2 separate regions of the Sus scrofa genome follow, and region 2 is linked to region 1. The links are chromatin contacts, called in public HiChIP or PLAC-seq maps. All regions are on one chromosome and are shown on one strand. Each heading gives the region's core, a stretch centred on a gene start, on an enhancer-like site or on the middle of the called end of the contact. The rest is flanking DNA. Distances are from core to core; before and after follow the strand shown.

Region 1 (2,700 bases), core at 29-2,528:
AAGTTCCATCCCTGGCCTCAGTCAGTGGGTTTAGGATCTGGCGTTGCCGTGAGCTCTGCTGTAGGTCGCAGACGCGGCTCAGACCCCGACTTGCTGTGGCTGTGGCATAGGCCAGTGGCTACAGCTTTGATTTGACCCCTAGCCTGGGAACTTCCATATGCCGTGGGTGTGGCCCTAAAAAGACACCCCCCCCAAAAAAAAGGCAAGTTTCCATTGTGGCTCAGCAGTAACAACCCAGTCAGTATCCACAAGGATGCAGGTTTTATTCCTGGCCTTGCTCAGTGGGTTAAGAATCCAGCATTGCTCTGAGCTGTGATGTATGTCACAGACTCAGCTTGGAACCTGTCTTGCTGTGGCTGTGGTGTAGGCTAGCAGCTACAGCTCCAATGTGAACCCCTAGCCTGGGAACTTCCATACGCTGCAGGTGCAGCCCTAAATAAGATAATAATAATAATAATAGTAATGCCTCCTTCATCAGATTATTGAGAGTAAATGCCTCCCTGGAGAGAGAGGCACATCTACGAGGTCAGGGCCTTGACGTAGCTGCATAGCTATGTGGCTTGGCTGTCAGCAGCACTGTCATCCCAGGGCCGCTGTAACCAATTACCGCCAATCTCTAGGTTTAAGGTAACACGTTTCTGCTCTTGCAGTTCTGAAGGTCAGAAGCAAAATCAAAGCGTGGGTAGGACTGCTTCCCCTAAGGAGGCAGAAACTGTTCCTTGTCTTTGCTGGCTTCTAGTGACCACATCCATTCCTCGGCTCGTGGTCCCTTCCTCTGTTTTCAAAGGACAAGGCTCCCTGACCTCTGCTGCCATCCTCATACCTTTTCTCTGACTCTGACTCTCCTTGTGATCACACCGGGCACCCCTCCCAGAAAATCCAGGAGACTGGCCCCTTAAGGGCATCACATCCGCAAGGCCCCTTCTGCCGGGTGAGGTCACGTGCTCTCAGGTTCCGGAAGTGGGCACCTTGGGGGGAGGGGGAGGGCCAGGCTCACCATGGCGACCACTATCTCTGTCTCCTCATCTCAGTCTGGTTTGCTCCCCGCACCCCACCCCACCCCCGCCCCGTTCAATGCTGCGTCTCCAGATAAAACATGGAGAGTTGAGCGGTGGCTTTCTGGGTGGCAGCAGAATGGAAATGAGGGGCTGCAGGCTGCAGGTCCAGGCACCCCTGATGCACTCCTCAGAATGTCTTCCCACATCCCAGACAGCCCTCTGTGAGCTTCTAGAAGTCCGTTCCCAGAGGCAAGTGACTCACCCTTTCTGTGCAAAGTTGTGGGCCCAGATGCCACCAAGGCACGTCAGCATTAATCGAGCATGGCTGGCCTGGGCCATGACACAGAGACTAGACATCTCTGTTTGGAGCAGCAAAGACCCCTGGGGACAGTGGGGGGTGGGGGGACAGCTGCCAGGCAAGCATGAGGGATCAGTGTGGCCAGATCCTTAGATTTTGCAAAAGTAGCTGTAACGCTGATTTTTCCAAGAAATCCTTTGATTTTTTTCAATATTGGCCACTAATTCAGGATTTTTTCCCCCTTTAACCACTGCATAAGCCAAAGTCAACATGTCTATGGGCCACTGGTGTACACCCTCTGGTCTGGTCCGCGGCCATTCCTCTCTCCTGGGAGATGAACTCACAGGGGCCTGGACTTACCCTAGAACTTACCCTGCCCGGGGTCACAGCCAGAGACACAGCCATGGCAGCTCCCTCCCAATGGGCCCCAGGGAACATGTGCCTGAACCTCATTGACCCTGTACCTGCCCCCAGTACCTCCTTTTGCCCCCAGGGCTCAATGCCAAGTTGGTTCCACAAAGACACCCGATGCTAGCTGGCCGTCTGGCTAAGTCAGTTCACCTCCCTGAGCCTTGATGGCTTCTTCTGTATAATGGGCCTCTGCGGGGCACTGTGATCATGGAATGAGAGTGTCCAGGTAGAGCGTTCAGCAGGTGACAGCTCTTCTCGGTCACCAGGGCAAAAATCATTTTTAAAAAAATAGCCTTGGCTGGATTGTCCAGGAGAGTAGATGGGGGCCCAGGACTGTTTTGCCTCTATTTTCCTCCTGTTCCCAAGAATATCATGAGAGATGAGCATAGGATTTGGGGGCAGAAGACCTGGGTTCGAATCCCAGCTGCCTCGCTGCCTAACTGTGCAACTTTTGCCAGCCCACTCAACCTCTCTGAGCCTTGGTTTCCTCATCTGTAATTTGGGGTGAATTCTTCCTTGTGGTAGGAATTTGTAGGGACTGAAAGGCCTAAGACAAGGCAGGCACTGAGCACACGAAATGTTATGCGAGGCACTGGAAATGTTGGCATCCTCTCAGAAATTCCCCACGTCCTCCTTTTACCAGGTTCCTGACTTAGGTATTGAAGGGGCTTGAATGGAAAGCTTTCCACCTTGAGGTTTTCTGAGCTGTGTGGGGCCTTCCTCCCCAACTTGGTGCCTATGTGTCTTGTATCAGCTCTGCAATACCCACTCCACAGGCAAAGCCAATACTGGCTTCTGCCCGAGGCCTGGCTGTTACTGACATCATTATGGGCAGCTTGGGGTGACCTGTCCTAAAATGTTCACGATTGCCACCATCGGCCTGCTGCCTCCTCCAAAGGGAGGGGCTCCCCCATCCCCGTGTGCCCCCCGCTGATGGTATCTGCCAACCTGCTTTCAATCCACCGTGGGCCCAGACAAAGCAAATAACTCCAT
Region 2 (2,700 bases), core at 15-2,514, 320 kb before region 1:
AACCGCCCGGATCCTGCTCCGACCGCCCTCCCACAGCAAGGAAGTGTGAGGCCTCCAGCAGCTGGGTATTTGCAAAGCTGGGGGTGGGCGGGCACCCCACCTCTGAGAAACAAGATTTAGGGAAACGTTGCTTAGAACACCCAGCATGGCAACTCCAGAAAGTAAATCTTTTCAGGAAGCTTGTCTGGCTCCGCCCTGATGATGTGGAGTCCAATGGCCAACTGTGACCTAGGGCCACATCCAGCCCCCAGACCAGCTCCTTCCTACCTGTGGCTGATCCAGCCACTGCCTAGGCCAGCCTCGTGGGTGCATAAAAGGGGGCTTTCCCATTCTCTGGGATGCTTTGTATCCACCTGCTAACGGGAGCCAGAGCAGAGAGAGGCGCTGCCCCAGGCTGGGTTTGGGGCCAAGGTGGGGTGCAAATGTCTGTGTGTGTGGGGGGGGTGGTTGGCCTAACCCCGGCCTGTGGAAGTTCCCAGGCCAACAATCAAACCTGTGCCATTACAGTGACAACACCAGATCCTTAACCCACTGCACCACCAGAGAACTCCTCGAGTGTCAGTTCTATGTAAAGGTCTACTCAGTGGGGATGAGGACTTGCCAGCCACACGCCAGGGTTGGCATCAGGGTTATCAACATAGAGTGACCATCAGAGGGACTAGAAGGGTCACTTTGTCCAGGACCCCAGAGGACAACCACTCTTGCCCATCCAGCCTTAACTAGGAGGCCAGGCATGGCATATGGCTTCTGGAACCTGAGCCCAATCTGTCAGGATGCTGGCTGCCCTGTCTAAGGAGCGGTCTTTGGAGAAGCCTGCAGTGCACACAGCTCTCCTGGGGTTTCCCGGCCTTAGCTCCACCCCCAGGGCCGGGGCGGGGCCTGTGGCTGCTTCTCCCAGGAGGGAGGAAGGAGGGAAGTGCTCGCAGACACAGTAAGGAAAGCAAGGAGCAAGCAGGCAGAGGCCTCGTGGGCGGGGTGGGAGGGTCCTTCTCCCCGGCCCAGGAGGCCGCGGCAGGAGTGGACGCCAAAAGGGACGGATGGCGCAGGGCTAGCAGGCAGGCACTTACCTTCCTCTCCAGGAATGATGCGATCAGGCCGAAGTTCTTGGGGTGCTGCATGAACCTGTAGGGAGAGAAGGGCGGCCCTGAGACCAGGACGAGAGGAGCTTCCCGGCTGGGCAGCCGCCGAGCTCCCGGGCGCCTGCCATCTCCGCTGGCCCGGCTGGACGGGCGCCGCCCCACTCGGAGCAATTAAGCCCAGGGGGGTGTGGGAAGGGCTGCGGGCGGGACCGAGGGGTAAGAGAGGGCGTTCCTTGGAGTGAGTCACTGGTTTTAGCGCCTTTGAAAATACATTTGTTTGTCCTGCTGGAGGCGGGTTCCAGGAAAAATGAGGACATTACATGCAGCCCTTTGCTGGGGTTCCCCCCCTTTTAAAATCTGCTTTTGTTTCTATCTCCGGCTGGGCCTGGGAAGCTGGGCCTTGCCCGGCCCACTCAGGGGCCCCCACTGGCGAGGTCACAGGGCAGGACTGGTGAGGCCGCCGGGCCTCCCCGGGAGAGGTGGGAGCAGAGGCTCTGGGCGCCCGCAGGGAGGCAGGCAGAAGGCAAGCCAGCCCAGGAGGAGGCAAGAAGGGACTGAAGCTGGAGGGGTGGCGGGGAGCTGGCGCCCCACCAGCTGGCTTCCTGAGCTGCCAGGAGAATTACTGGGAAAGAGCTCGGCCTGGCTGAAATGTCAGGGCCACAGGAGCAGGCGGACAGCGGGGGTGGAGATGTGGGTCAAGGCTGCTCTGGGGCTCTGGGGAGGCTGGGCGGAGCCTCGGCCTGCCCGTCCCCAAGAAGCACCACCGGCCCTGAGGTCTCCCCCAGGGAGAGAAGAGGCTGCTGGCAAGGCAGGGGCCCTGGGACCCCGGGAGGGAGCCTGGGCCAGCGCCTGGCGATCGTCCTGCCCAGCCCTCCAGATGGCTGGGCAGGCAGCCAGGGGGCCCCTCCCCTGCTTCCCAACCAGACACTGGAGAATCCGGAACGGCCTCTTCTCTCTTCCCAGAGGAAGCCGCGAGTCCGAGTCCCAGGCAGGCTTCCCAGCCTAGGAACCTGCCTCAGGCAGTTTGCAAAGCTGGAAACACCCCAACGCCTTTCTTTTCCAGACAGAAAAAATCTTCCCTTCCCCTCCTCTCCCTGCCCAAGTGACACTTCCTTCCCCCCGAATCCTTTCCTCAAGGTTTCCCCAAGCAGAGGGAGAGTCCCCAGGAGACCAGGAATCAAACTTGAGAATCTCTTAGGGCACCTGTTTCACCCCCCTCCAACCTATACCCTCCGCCGACGTTTACTGATTGTTATGCACTGAGCACCTAGAGACGCTGAATAAGGAGACACTGTGACTACATCCATTTTACAGATGTGGAAACTGAGGCTCAGGCAAGGGAAATAGAAGCTCCAAGTCACAAAGCCAGTAACTGGTGGAGTTCTACGCCACTGGTACACAACTGTCAAAGGCCCCAAGTGCTATTAATTCTGCTGAAAACAAGAGGTCTCCGAGAACCTTAAAAGGTGCAAGCTGTCATAGGGGGGCCCCAGCAGATACCTGCCCAGCCTGGGTCCCCCCTTCTTCAGCTACTGGATTAACAGAGTGTGAAATCGTTAGAATAGCGACATGAAAGCTCCAGAAAGGCCAAACACAGAAAGCACCCCCAGAAACTTTTTTT

Evidence for each region. HiChIP or PLAC-seq counts read pairs in DNA pulled down with a chosen protein or histone mark.
Region 2: a contact with region 1 is called in an H3K27ac HiChIP or PLAC-seq map of alveolar macrophages. The contact joins two enhancer-like sites. A contact is called at or near these places in 4 of 47 Hi-C or Micro-C datasets (embryonic fibroblasts, heart right ventricle and skeletal muscle) and 2 of 2 datasets of contacts at active chromatin or transcription factors (alveolar macrophages and skeletal muscle).

The regions. Positions count from the first base shown.
Region 1 is chr14:28,406,104-28,408,803 of Sscrofa11.1, reverse strand. No RefSeq gene overlaps it. Among named protein-coding and RNA genes, the nearest start is that of SCARB1, 110 kb to the right of the region's middle. Within about 2 kb of position 1,278, at least 23 of the 83 cell types and tissues checked have an H3K27ac peak or open chromatin away from gene starts, as enhancers often do. A contact at or near this core is called in alveolar macrophages and embryonic fibroblasts, where this site is marked.
Region 2 is chr14:28,724,670-28,727,369 of Sscrofa11.1, reverse strand. NCOR2 (nuclear receptor corepressor 2) reads right to left here. Exons shown (of 49, transcript NM_001044576.1): 14 at 1,068-1,122. Among named protein-coding and RNA genes, the nearest start is that of NCOR2, 83 kb to the right of the region's middle. Within about 2 kb of position 1,264, at least 57 of the 83 cell types and tissues checked have an H3K27ac peak or open chromatin away from gene starts, as enhancers often do. A contact at or near this core is called in alveolar macrophages and embryonic fibroblasts, where this site is marked.